Linked DNA regions of Pan troglodytes: region 1 is linked to region 2. Evidence: chromatin contacts called from public Hi-C data. All regions are on one chromosome and are shown on one strand. Each heading gives the region's core, a stretch centred on a gene start, on an enhancer-like site or on the middle of the called end of the contact. The rest is flanking DNA. Distances are from core to core; before and after follow the strand shown.

Region 1 (6,806 bases), core at 4,223-6,722, 150 kb before region 2:
AAGCAGGGGTTGCATACCTTGTGCTGGAAGGGAGGGCATAGAGGTCAACTCGTTCGCCCCCGGAATGATGGCAAGGAAGGTCCTGGGATTGGAATTGGAAGGAGGAAATAAAAGAGCGCTGAGGGCATATAGATTTTCCCCCATGTATGGTGCTGGGTCGGGTCCTTCAGATGTCCTGAATTTGGATAGGGGAGGGCTTGGACTGTGGCTGTACTACTCAGACCGTCCAGAGGGCTACAAATGAGAAACGAGGCAGTCAGCCTTTGCTCTGCCTCTTCCAGAGGAATGTCAGTCCTTATGCTCAGAATTTTTAGTCTTCACTATTCTTTTCAATTCAGTTCAATTCCAAAGGCCTTTCTTGGGTCTCTGTTATGTAGCAATATTTATTGAGCACCTACTATGTCTGCAGGGCTCAGTGCTGAGGATAGAGGGATGGAAGTGAATCGGTCCTTGCCCTTTGGGAGCTCACAGCCTAGAGATGAAATTTACCTATAGACAAACCATTGCAGATCATTGTCAAGGAAATGCATGTATGTGAGTGGAATCCGGAGCTGAGGAGTGGCTAAGTGTGCCTGGGGACCCTAGAGAAGGAACATAAAAGGGACAATGCATGACTGATCACTCTTAAAGAAGGAGCAGATAGGCCGGCAGAGGAGGCAGCCAAGGGTTGGGGAGGGGAGGGACAGGGCAGGTTAAGAAACTACCCCTCACTGAGAATGGTTATCAACAAGATATAGGGAGGATTCCAGGAGGGTGCAGAGAGATGAGGCCAAGGGATAATCATGAACTAGAACTCTGCAATCTACTAATGCCGGTGTTTCTCGCTTTCTTCCCATTCTCTCCCAAGAGTCCTTGCCAGCCCAGGTCTAAAGTCCTTAACCTTGTAGACCACCCACTCAATAGAGACTTGGGCCAGGCATGGTGCTGCATGCCTGTAATCCCAGCTACTGGGGAGGCTGAGGCAGGAGGACTGTTTGAGGCCAGGAGACTGAGACCAGCCTGGGCAGCATAGTAAGACACCTATCTCTCTCTCTCTCTTTTTTTTTTTTTTTTTTTTTTGAGACAGAACCTTGGTCTTGTTGCCCAGGCTGGAGTGCAATGGCATGACCTTGGCTCACTGCAACCTCTGCCTCCCTGGTTCAAGAGATTCTCCTGCCTCAGCCTCCTGAGTAGCTGAGATTACAGGTGCCTGCCACCACGACCAGCTAATTTTTGTATTTTTAGTAGAGATGGGGTTTCGTCATGTTAGCCAGGCTGGTCTCGAACTCCTGACCTTGTGATCTGCCCGCCTCGGCCTCCCAAAGTGCTGGGATTACAGATGTGAGCCACTGCACCTGGCCAATAAGACAGCTATCTCTAAAAAAAATTTTTTAAAAAAGATTAGCCAGGTGCAGTGGTACGTGCCTGCAGGTCACGGCTACTCAAGAGGCTAAGGCAGGAAGATCACTTGAGCCAAGCAGTTCGAGACTGCATTGAGGTATGATCATGCCACTGCACCCCAGCCTGGGAGAGGGAGCGAGATCCTGTCTCTAACAAAATAAATAAATAAAATACAGACTTGAGATGAGACAGTGAGAAAAGTGGGCAGGAGGACTTTTATTTATTTATTTATTATTTTATTTTATTTTATTTTTCTCTTTTTTTTCATCATACTTTAAGTTCTAGGGTACATGTGCACAACATGCAGGTTTGTTACGTATGTATACATGTGCCATGTTGGTGTGCTGCACCCATTAACTCATCATTTACATTAGGTATATCTGACAGGAGGACTTTTTAGAGAAACTTATTTCATCTCTATAACAAGGAGCTGGGAGAAAGGAGGGAGGGGAAAGCCGTCTGGGAGTTTTGGAGTTGGGATTGGGAAAAAGGAGGGCACAGCTTGTATTCAGTGTTGCTGCGGGGTTTGGACTACATACGGTATGGATTTAATTAGTATTTGATAGCTAGACTGTGGATCTTTGAATGCAACTAAGTCCGTAGAAGGAGCCATATGGGGACCCATAATTTATATGTGTTACATCTTTTTAAACATACACATATACAGTAATAAGGGAGGTCACATTTTAAAAAGGGATGCATTCTTGAAGATCTTTGCATAATTAAAACCTCAAAATAACCCAAGGATAACCCTGGGAAAGTTTCATTTATCAACTAAAGTATCGCTAACACAAGGCAATAGTGCACCATGGCTCGGCTTCATTTGGCCCATGCAGCTCCGAAATGATGCAATTATTGATGCTTTTTTGTGTGTGTGTGTGTGTGTGTGTCTTTTTGGAGAGGTTTACATTATTCTACATTTTGCACCCAAAGGGAGACTTCATTTCATACATTTTTTTTCTGAGATGGAGTTTCACTTTTGTTGCCCAGGCTGGAGTGCAATGGTGCAATCTTGGCTCACCGCAAGCTCCGCCTCCCAGGTTCAAGCCATTCTCCTGCTTCAGCCTCCTGAGTAGCTGGGAATACAGGCATGCACCACCACACCCGGCTAATTTTGTTTTTGTTTTTGTTTTTGTTTTTTTTAGTTGAGATAGGGTTTTTCCATGTTGGTCAGGCTGGTCTTGAACTCCTGACCTCAGGTGATCCGCCCGCCTCGGCCTCCCAAAGTGCTGGGATTACAGGCGTGAGCCACTGCGCCTGGCCTTTTCTCTTTTCCTTTCCTTTTCTTTTTTTTTTTTTTTTTGAGATGGAGTCTCACTTTTGTCATCCAGGCTGGAGTGCAATGGTATGATCTTGGCTCACTGTAACCTCCGCCTTCCAGGCTCAAGCAATTCTCCTGCCTCAGCCTCCCAAGTAGCTGGGATTACAGGTGCCCGCCACTAGGCCCGGCTAATTTTTATATTTTTAGTAGAGACGGGGTTTCACCACGTTGGCCAGGCTGGTCTCGAACTCCTGACCTCTGGTCATCCGCCCGCCTTGGCGTCCCAAAGTGCTGAGATTACAGGTATGAGCCCTTGCGTCCGGCCATTTCATACATTTTTTATATTGTACTATTTCAAATTTGCAATTCTCTCTTTTATTTCATCTTCATGAATGAGACAATAGAGGCTTAGAAGGGTTCGGTCTTATCCAAGATGCTGCAATGAGAAGCAAAGGCAGAGCCGGACCCCAAGCCCAGGAGAGGGGGCAAACCCCAGGCTTGAACATAGACAAACAGGCTGATCTTCCAGGGCGGGTCCTACTGTTACAGAAAAGGGGTCCCGATCCAGACCCCAAGAGAGGGTTCTTGGATTGCGCAAGAAAGAATTCAGGGAGAGTCCGCAGTGCAAAGTGAAAGCAAGTTTATCAAGGAATAAAAAAGAATGGCTACTCCATAGACAGAGCAGCCGAGAGCTGCTGGTTGCCCATTTTTATGGTTATTTCTTGATGATATGCTAAACAAGGGATGGATTATTCATGCCTCCCCTTTTTAGACCAGATAGGGTAATTTCCCGACGTTGCCATGGCACTTGTAAACTGTCATGGTGCTGGTGGGAGTGTAGCAGTGAGGACGACCAGAGGTCACTCGTCGCCATCTTGGTTTTGATGGGTTTTGGCTGGCTCCTTTATTGCAGCCTGTTTTATCAGCAAGGTCTTTATCACCTGTATTCTGTGCTGACCTTCTGTCTCACCCTGCGACTTAGAATGCCTTAACCATCTGGGAATGCAGCCCAGTAGGTCTCAGCCTCATTTTACCCAGTTCCTATTTAAGATAGAGTTGTCCCGGTTCACACGCTTCTGACACTACAAAAGACAGCAGTTGATTTTGTTTTATTTTTTTTGTTGGGGGGGGTGTTGTTTTTGTTTTTGAGACAGAGTCTTGCTCCGTCGCCCAGGCCGGAGTGCAGTGGCGCAATCTCGGCTCACTGCAACCTCCGCCTCCTGGGTTCAAGTGAGTCTCCTGCCTGAGTAGCTGGGATTACAGACGTGCATCACCACACCCAGATAATTTTTGTATTTTTAGTAGAGACAGGATTTCGCCATGTTGCCCATGCTGGCCTCGAACTCCTGGCCTCAAATGATCCGCCTGCCTCAGCCTCCCAAAGTGCTGGGATTACAGGAGTGAGCCACAGCGCCCCCGGCCAACACAGCAGCTGAGAACTTGGCTTATGGAATCTATGCCCCTTGTTTGCTTTCTGACCTTGGGCCAGTCATTTTTAGCCCCTCTGGGCCTCAGTTTCCTCAACTGTCAAGTGGTTACTCAAGGGTAGAGATAACAGGTGATAAGGTTCTTAGCATGAGACCTTGTTCATACTGAATGCTCAGAAAACAGGTAACCATTATGATTCCAGCATCTCCTTGCCCCATCGTATCTTGCTTATCTGTTTACGCTTAATTTCCAGCCAGACTGTGAGTCCCAGGAGGTCAGTACCTGTGTCTCCTTAGAGCTTGCATGCCAGCCCCGCCCCATCCTGCCTGCACACGTAGACGCAGGTAATTCGGGGCATCCAAAGGACCCCACACAACACCGTGCATGGGGGAATTCAATGCCGTCGACACTCTTTTCCTTCTTCCTTTCCATTCCAATCCCAGGAGCTTCCTTGCCATCTCTCTGGGGACGAACAAGCGGGCCCCGTCATTGCTGCCCTCCCAGCCCAAGGTATGCGACTCCCATTGCCTCCCCATTCCAGGGCAGATGGAAAACACTGATAAAAGTAGTTTACCCTGAGGCACTGGAGACTCAAAGGGGCAGATTTGCATTTTAAAAGACCACTGTGGAGCGAGGGCAATGCTAAACCCAGAGAAAGGGCTCGTGCTGCTAACGAGAAATGTGGTAACTTGGGCCAAATAGCTAGAAACAGACTTTCAGAAACTGCAACAATCGCCTACTTACTCAGCCCGCAGAGGGCTGGTGCTGTCAGCACCCTAATTATTGGTTTCTGTCCCCTACACAAAGAGACCTACATAAAGAGATTGACAGAGACCAGAGGTTGGAGAGGAAAGATGATAACTTTTACAGCCCCTGCCCATGTCACCAATCCTTAACAGTAGGCATGACTGTGCCCTCTATTTTTTTTTTTTTTTTTGAGTCGAGGTCTTGCTCTGTTGCCTGTGGCATGATCATAGCTCACTGCAGCCTCAACCTCCCAGGCTCAAGCGATCCTCCCACCTCAGCCTCCCAAGTAGCTGAGACCACAGGCCCACACCATCATGCCTGGCTAATTTTTAAATTTTCTTGTAGAGATGGGGGTCTTGCTGTATTGCCTGGCTGGTCTTGAACTCCTGGGTTCAAGCCATCCTCCCGCCTCGGCCTCCCAAAGTGCTGGGATTTAGAGGTGTGAGCCACTGCGCCCCGCCTGTGACCTCCAGTTTGCAGATAAAGAAACTCCTGCTCCTCTGAAGATAAAGAAACTCCTGCTCTTCTGTAAATTAAGGAATTTGCAGGATAACACACCATCTACCGCCTGCAGAGTTGGGATCCAGATCTGGTCTGTGCCATGCCAAGGCCCGTGTTCCTTCTCCAATCTTTCTCTCCAGCAGAGGCTGCGAAGCCCACTCAGAGGAATGGAATGCTTGACATTCAGCAGCCTCGTTGACTCCCCCAGAAGCCCCTGAGGGATCTTGACTCATGCACTGGAAAAATCATTCCCCTCAGCCTCCTTGCCCCCAGCCCGCCTGCCTCTTCCCTGTAGTTCCACCAGATGTCTCAGCACTTGGGGAACGTACCTTACCCTTCTCTGTACTTCAGGACGCACTGTTCCTGGGTCTGGAATTTCCTACTCCCTTCTACCGGCTTCTGCCTTAAAAACTCCTTCATCTCCCTAATGCTCTAGATCAAATGTCTCCCTGACCCCATGAATATAACTTACTTCCATATTTTTTCCTCCCATGAAGCAAGGCTGGGGTACAGGCTGTGCACTGCACAACTCTAGGAGCACATTTGCACAGACCACGGTGGCGTTGTCTAGATGTTTCCATATTAGAATTGTGATAATATCTCTTTATGGCTGCAAACCTGAGTATAGAGACCAAGTCATATTCAGCACACACCCAGTGCCTAGCAGAGGGGTTAATGCTCAATAAATGTTAAATGAGGGCTGGCCACAGTGGCTCACACCTATATCCTCATGCTTTGAGAGGTGGAGGCAGGAGGATTGCATGAGGCTAGGAGTTCAAGACCAGCCTGGGCAACAGAGCAAGACCCCATCTCTACAAAAATAAAAACAAAAAATTAGCTGGGTGTGGTGGTGCGTGCCTGTAGTCCCAGCTACATAGGAAGCTGAGGCGGGAGGATCTCTTGAGCCCAAGAGTTCGAGGCTGCAGTGAGCTGTGATCACACCACAGTCCTACAGTCTGGGTGACAGAGCAAGATCCCATCTCTTAAAAAAAAAAAAAGTTGAATGAGGCCTAGCATGGTGGCTCATGCTTGTAATCCCAGCACTTTGGGAGGGTGAGGTGGGCAGATCACTTGAGGCCAGGAGTTCGAGACCAGACTGGCCACCATGGTGAAACCCTGTCTCTACTAAAAATAGAAAAATCATCCAGGTGAGATGGCTGGTGCCTGTAATCCCAGCTTCCCGAGAGGCTGAGGCATGAGAATTGCTTAAATCTGGGAGGCAGAAGTTGCAGTGAGTTGAGATTGCACCACTGCACTCCAGTTTAGATGACCGAGCAAGACTGTCTCAAATTTAAAAAAAAAAAAAAGTTGAATGATTGAATGAATTCTACAAGATACGATTATAACTTACGGAGACTGCAAACGCCCCAGAACTTGCCCTTCCAAACAAGTATAGCTATGCCTCCAGGGGCTTAGTCACTTATTTCAACAAAGTTCCAAAACTCAAAGCCTTTTTTTTTTTGAGATGAAGTCTCACTCAGTCGCCCAG
Region 2 (7,319 bases), core at 863-3,362:
GACATTCATTGTAACAATATGTTGCATGATAATACACATTATAACATGTTGCTCATGAGTTTTGCTTTAGCAGTATTTGTGGTAGTTCCAAAACTCAGTTCACGTGTCTTAAGACTTCTCTTATTATACACTCTCATCTCTTCCCTGCTTTCTACTCTTCCTTTTTTTTTTTTTTTTTTTTTTTTTTTTTTTGAGACAGGGCCTCTCTGTGTCACTCAGGCTGGAGTACGGTGATGCGATCTCGGCTCACTGGGCTCACTGCAGCCTCTGCCTCCAGGGCTCAAGTTATCCTCCCACCTCAGCCTTTCGAGTAGCTAGGGCTACAGGCACATGCCACACTACGCCTGGCTAATTTTCGTATTTTATTTTTTTTGTCATGACGGGGGTTCTTGCTACATTGCTCAGGCTGGTCTTAAACCTCGGCTAGGATTACCGGCGTGAGCCACTGTGCCAGCCATCGACTCTTCCTCTTTTAGCTTAATCTACCTGAAACAGCTGATTGTTCCATGTTTGGAGGCGTATTAGTGAAGACATTGTTTCCTCCTCCCCCTTTTCGGGGATCCATTTCTTGAGGACTGGGAGAGCTTCTCTTCATAGCAGCACTCCTCCGGACTCCCAGGCCATATACTCTCAGGAAATGTTGGTTATTGAATGAATGACGCCAGGAAGAAGGGTCTGCTCCCAACACGGCCTTAGCACAGTGCCTGGAAGTTATAACAGATTCTGGCACACAGCAGGAGCTCAGGAAACATTTATGGAATGAATGAATGAATGAATGAATGAGTGCACACAGTAACTAGGAGTAAGGGCTCAATAAACATTTCTGTATTAAACGCACAGTGCCTGGAACACAGTAAGCGCTCCGTCTATGGCAGCCGTGAATATCCCTGGGCGAAGCCGGTGAAACCTTGTCCAAGAGCTTGGCTTCACTGTGCGCGGGTTCGAATCTGGACTCCTCTTCCCAAGTGTGCGACCTCGGGCAAGTGATTTAATCCCTTTGTGCTTCAGTTTTCTCCTCTGCAAAAGGCGGACGGCCGCGCGAGCCTCTGAGGACACATTCCCCAGGGCACTCGGACCCGCTGCCTGGCCCACATCCCGGCCGCCGCGCCACGCCAGCCGGCCTGGGCTGCGAGGGCACAGGCCGGGGGTCCCGCGCCCTCCTCCGCGGCCACCACGGGCGCGCCCGGGACCCACGGTCCCGCCCCGCCACGATCAGTGCACCGCGAGGGGGCGGGGCGGCCACGAGGGGCAGCCCACGGCAGCCACGGGCCGGCAGTCCGCCGCCCGCCGGGGAGCCTGGCCGCCCGCACTTCTTTCTCTCCCTCTCCGCCTCCCTCCCTCCCTCTTCCCGGCCCGAGGACCCGGCCGCGCTCAGCTCAGCAGCGCCTCCCGCGAGCCGCCGCCGCCGCCGCCGCCACTCCGGACCCCTCCCCCGCCCGCCCCTCGCTCCCCCCGCGCGGCCGGCGCCCGTCACGTGACCAAGCGCCAGCCAATGGCGGGCCGAGCCGCGGTCGGCGGCCGCCATTGCTGTCAGAGCAAGCGAGCCCGGGGAGGGAGGAGAAGCGAGGCTGACTGGGGAGGAGGGGGGGGTGGGGGAGGAAGAGGAAGGAGGGGACGTCGCTCGGCTGCCGGGGTCGCCCGCTGGCTTCGTCCGCACCCCCCCCTTCGCGAGTTCGCGCTCCGCGGCGGCGGCGGCTCCGAGGCGGCGGCGGCGGCTCCGGGGCTCGCCTCCCCTCGCGCGCCGGCGGGGGCCGAGGGGGAGTCGGTGGCTGGAGATAAACAAGGCGGCGGCAGCGGCAGCAGCGGCGGCGGCGGCGGCTGAGGAGCAGGGAAGGCGGAGGCGGTGGCCGGCCCGCAGCGCCGGCCCGGGAGGCAGCGGCGGCCCTGAGAGGCGGGGAGGGCGCCGGGCCGCACGGACAGCGCCCCCCGCCGCCGCCGAAGCCGCCGCAGCCGCCGCCGCCGCCCGAGCAGGAAGGAGCCGCGCGGCCGCCGCGGACCCCCCCGCCAGCCCGGGCCCGCCGCCCCCGGCGCGGCGTCGCCGCGGCGCCTCCCGCCTGCCCGCCGGCCCTCGCGCCCTCCCCCGGCGGCGGCGGCGGCCCGGCCGCCCCGCGCTCCCCGGCGAGGCGCCGCCGCCCGGCCCGGCCTCGCCTCGGACGCCTCGCTCCGACATGCCCCGCTCTGGCGGCCGGGCTCGCGGAGGATCATGACTGCCGCAGCGAACTGGGTGGCGAACGGGGCGAGCCTGGAGGATTGTCACTCCAACCTCTTTTCGCTGGTGAGTAGCCGGGCTGCGGGGAGGGGGCTGTGCCGGGGAAGGGGGGGGTCCCCGACCTCCGCCGCCGACCAACTTTCTCCTCCCGCCGCCGGGACTTCGCCCCTCCCTCGCGTCTCCCCGCCGTTCGCCTCTCGCCGATTCTCCCCCTTTTGGATCGTCTCTCTCTCGCCTTGGATCCCATCCAGTGTTTATTTGGCTCTTTAAAAATCATTTGTGAGCGCGGCGCTCGGCGTGGAATTTGCATGTGGAAGTCTCGGAGCTGCGGATTCTGGGTCGCACTTCGAACGCCCACCCTCTGTTGCAATCGCACTCCCCTTCTCCTCCCCTTTCCCCCCTTTTTTCCCCCCGTAAATGTGGAAGGCTTTGCCTTGTGCTGCCGCGCCTCCGATCGGCAACCTCTTCCCCCGTTGTCGGATCGGCTGCCTGCCCGCCCGCCTGCCTTTTGAATTTTTTTAAATTCCATAATGACACCTGCAATTTCGCCCTAAAATAGTTGATTGAATGCGATTGTGTCAGGAAAGGACTCTTGCACCCGAAGCTCCCGCGATTGTAAACATCGACAGCCGCCTGCCTCTCGGGGCTTACTATGCTGGAGAGCCGTAAAGCCATTGCACCGAGCCGACGGAAGGTGGAGAAAGCTTTTTCTTCTTTCTCTCCTCCTGTGTCTTTAAAAAACTGTTTTTCTCTATCCTAACAACGAATCCACACACACACATACACACACACACACACACACACACACACACAAGCAACAAGCTGGTCGGTTTGATAACATCGCTTTTATCTGCCTTCGTCTCTCTCGCGCTCTGTCTGATAATTGACAACTTTTCCTTCGGATTTGAATCGCCTGCCTTAATCTTGAAGCAGTTAGGGTGTCAATTGTTCTCGTGGAAGCCTGGCACCCGCCGACGGTGTCTAGATTCATCGAAATTAAAAATGTATAGGGCTCCAGCAACTCTTTTCCTGGCGGTGGCAGTGACATTTGGTGGTAAATGCCATCTTTGCTTTTTATTGGGTCGTATTACCTACCTCTGAAAACATTCACGTTGTTAAACCTGGCGTTTAGGCTAATAATTGCAGTGCGTGGTCTTTAAATATGTGCTTTGTGCATGAGTTACTGTATGTATAGCTATGTGCCCAGGAGAGTACGAATTTGTTTAAATATTGAGCAAAGATTTGTAAACAGATGTAAGGCAATTACGTTTCAAGCGTAGAATATAATTGGAAAATTGGCTGAACGGTTTATTTAATTTAGCCTTAAAAACACCCAACTTATTTTAAGTTGTGTACCCTGTTTTTTTTGGGGGGGAGGTGAGTCCCTTTTGGAGAGCATGCATTTTGGAAATTATTTTCTGTAACCCCCGCTGTAGATAGAAGCATTATTTCCCTCTTAATCCTTGTTTACACTGGATAAATAATTTAGTGTTCAAATTGTAATTAGTTACATTTAATTGTGGGTGGCATAGATGCCTTTTTGCTATGAGACTAATGGAGAAATGCAAATTCTCGCCAACTTTTCAAATGAAAGTGTTACTTTATTAAATGTGTTACAATGCAGACCAAAAAATCAACACGTGATTTTTACCTACAAAGACATAGTATCATTGCTCCCACTCTAGTAAAATCAGGTAAATTTTTTTAAATGAAATATTTTAATCCAGATATTTAATCTTAAAATTCATTTATAAGTTGGAATTTTTTCTCTTAGTATTGTGATAATTTTCCCTTGGTTTTTTGGTATGTGGGAGTAAAACCCCCTTTTGCCTCAACTTTTTCCCTCCTCAGTCTTATCATTTAGTATCAGTCAGGTTCAGGGACTTCCATAGATTAGCAAACATATTGATCAAGGGGTATTTAAAATGGTTTTTGTGTGGTTACTGGTGACCACATTGACACTTACAGGTTATTAAAATAACCAAGTAGAGCGATCTCCCAAATTATCATATATTATGCTGACTGGTAATGGCTGTGTATATACGGATTCTGTAGACAAATGAAAGTATATGTATAGTCAGTCTTTAGGGTATATCGTTTCTTTTATCTTTTTTTTTTTTTAAAGCTTAAGTAAGGATGATAACGTTACAGAGATAAAATGCTTGAGATTCTTTTGGAGAAGCAATTTTGTAGGAGAGGATTCTGTACTTTGATTTTGATTGACTAAAGGTTTGTGTTTGAGATATTTCTCCCCTAAACCTCTTTAAACCAAGGGATTGATTTTTGAATATGCTTTTTTAAAAAGAATTATTTTTTTAAGTAGCAACTTTGAACTAGAGAACCATAGAAATGCTTAGTTGATTTTTTTTTTTAAAGGAACGTAGAATGTCTTCATTCTCTTGTACGTGGAGTGTGGATAAGGTGCTATTGAAGAAATGTAAATTAATTAAACTGCTGACTTGTACATTTTTCTGATTCCAAATTGAGATTTTTTTTTTTTGAAAATGTTATACAGCAGTAGCAACCTGGAATATTAAAAATATGTTGCCCAAAGTACATTGTATATCATAGTTATTTCTGAAGGAGATGTAATCCCTTGTTCAAAATCATGTTTTTTATAAGAATGCTTTATGGTTTAATAATAGCATGCATTTTTTTCTTTTGGCCTGCAGGGTTTTTTTTTTTGTTTTGTTTTGTTTTTTTTTTTGCAGAGAAAAGTATTTATAAAGAATTTACCTAGATACTCTCATTAGTTAGATTGAAATAAGAGATTAAGTTCTGTACCGTGGTAATACCCACCCAGTTTCCATTACCTTGAGGTGTTCATTATGGCTTACCAATAGTTGATTGTGCAATCAATCAGACACTTTAAGATTTCTGCTAGTCTTTTACTTATTTTCTGATTTTTTACTGCACGGAATCAAATTTCTTAAATTAATTTTTCAGCATCCATTCCCTTTTCCTAACGTGTGAAAAATGCCATTGTGTATATATGATATGGGTCATTGTATGAGTTTCTTATTCTAACTGCTGTGAGATTTGTAGCTGCTGCATTAAGTGCATGCCTGCCTGTGCCTTTCTGACTCAAAACTATTTTCTTATGCTGTCCGTCACATTTCTGGGTGACTTTTTATATATTCACTCAGTTAATCATTCAGTTAAAAGTGTGTTAAATCTGCCTTTTTGAAAAGTGTAACAGTGCACCCTATGGTATGTGAACTCATTCTTGTGAGAAGACATAATTTCTGGATGTTAAGTAGACATTTATTTTTCTCTATTGAGGTAATATGGAGAAAGTGATTTTGTGCCCTTTAACTAGATTTAAATATGTGCTCTTTGATATGAGGGAGTGGTCTCTAGTTCTTAGATATGTATGCTCCACTTTCATGTTTTATTTGCTTAGAATCTTCCTGACTATGGACAATTGGGTGATAATCTCAAATTCTTGCTGAATTGAGACACTAGTACACCCATTAGTACATAATTCCTATTGAAGACCGTTAGTTCTGTATTTGAAGCTTTTAAGGTAATCTATTGTTGACCTACTTTCTTTTTGTCTTAAGGGATTTTTTTGCAGAATGGGAAGATAGTTGTAAATGTAGAAAGTCTGAATTTTTTTTTTTTTGCGCTAGAACAAACTAGGGTGGACTATAAAATGGAAATTAGGAAAAGGGAATGATTTCTCTAATTTTCAAAGTGCCAAAATACACAAAGTATTTTTTTGTACCAGTTCATTGTGATTTTATAATTTATGTTTAAAGCATTTTTTTCCATGATGGTTCATTTTCTTTCTTTTTATTTTTTATTTTTTTGAGGCGGAGTTTCGCCTTGTTGCTCAGGCTGGAGTGCAAAGGTGCCATCTCAGTTCACCGCAACCTCTGCCTCCCAGGTTCTAGCGATTCTCCTCCCTCAGCCTCCGGAATACCTGGGATTACAGGCATGCGCCACCACGCCCGGCTAATTTTGTATTTTTAGTAGAGACAGGGTTTCTCCATATTGGTCAGGCTGGTCTCAAACTCCCGACCTCAGGTGATCCACCTGCCTCAGCCTCCCAAAGTGCTGGGATTACAGGCATGAGCCACTACGCCTGGCTATCATTTTCTGTAATGAAAATATTTACAATTTGTTAATGTATGTTTTCGGTTTAGCATTTTGTTGTTAGTAGCACATGGTGTTACAGTATTTATATATTTTTAATAGCAATAATTGCCACCCGGTAATAGTTGCCGTATTAACCTCCAATTGCTAGTAAATATTTTTAAGTACATAATAGACAGCAATTTAAGGCATAGTGTAGCAGTTTACTGGACTGTTTTAAAGAGCCATTTGTATGTGTGATGAGTTCATAATTTTAAAGAGACAATAATGTACCTTAGGCCTGTATGCTACAAATATTTTGCTGTGGATGTTGCTTGAAGTACTCACTGGGAAGAAGTTAGGTAGGGCCTATTCTTTGTGAGAAGAATGGGCAAGGGGGTGTGTTTAGGATAGTATGTATTTATTGAATTTATGCCGGGTGCTTATATAGCTTATCATTTTTTTTTTTTTGTTTTGGTTTTTTTTTGAGACCGGAGTCCCACTGTGTCACCCAGGCTGGTGGAGTCTTGGCTCACTGCAACATTCAACTCCCGGGTTCAAGGGATTCTCTTGCCTCAGCCTCCTAGGAGCTGGGATTACAGGCGCCTGCCACCATGCCTGTCTAATTTATTTGTGTTTTTAATAGAAATGGGGTTTCACCATGTTGGTCAGGCTGCTCTGGAACTCCTGACCTTGTGATCCGCCTGCCTCGGCCTCCCAAAGTGCTGGGATTACAGGCATGAGCCACTGTGCCCGGCCAGCCTGGTTTTTAATTGTATTCCTTACCACTTTCAGAGATCTCTCTCACCAGTTTGTACTAGTGCTATAAATTGTGATAACTAAGTTAATTTTGTTCTATAATTATTTTTGCCTAATAATTTAAAATTGAGATGAAACTCATCTCAATGAAAATATGTAAATATTACTATTTACATATTTATAGAGAAACTTAGACAACAGAAAAATTGTTTATTTTTTATGAGCAGTTAATTCAGCTGTCTGTCAACTTTGAATCAAAGATAGAGTAGATTTT

What was found. Hi-C and Micro-C count contacts between places; a contact is called where the count stands out from the background.
Region 1: a Hi-C map of stem cell-derived neural progenitor cells shows a contact between it and region 2, with 3 times the contacts expected there. The contact joins the enhancer-like site here to the promoter of MED13L in region 2. A contact is called at or near these places in 3 of 7 Hi-C or Micro-C datasets (blood, induced pluripotent stem cells and stem cell-derived neural progenitor cells) and 1 of 1 datasets of contacts at active chromatin or transcription factors (stem cell-derived excitatory neurons).

Annotation. Positions count from the first base shown.
Region 1 is chr10:123,222,992-123,229,797 of NHGRI_mPanTro3-v2.0_pri, reverse strand. No RefSeq gene overlaps it. Among named protein-coding and RNA genes, the nearest start is that of MAP1LC3B2, 150 kb to the left of the region's middle. Within about 2 kb of position 5,472, at least 7 of the 24 cell types and tissues checked have an H3K27ac peak or open chromatin away from gene starts, as enhancers often do. A contact at or near this core is called in induced pluripotent stem cells and stem cell-derived neural progenitor cells, where this site is marked.
Region 2 is chr10:123,069,627-123,076,945 of NHGRI_mPanTro3-v2.0_pri, reverse strand. MED13L (mediator complex subunit 13L) reads left to right here and starts at 2,112. Exons shown (of 31, transcript XM_054664662.2): 1 at 2,112-2,275. The coding sequence starts at 2,204.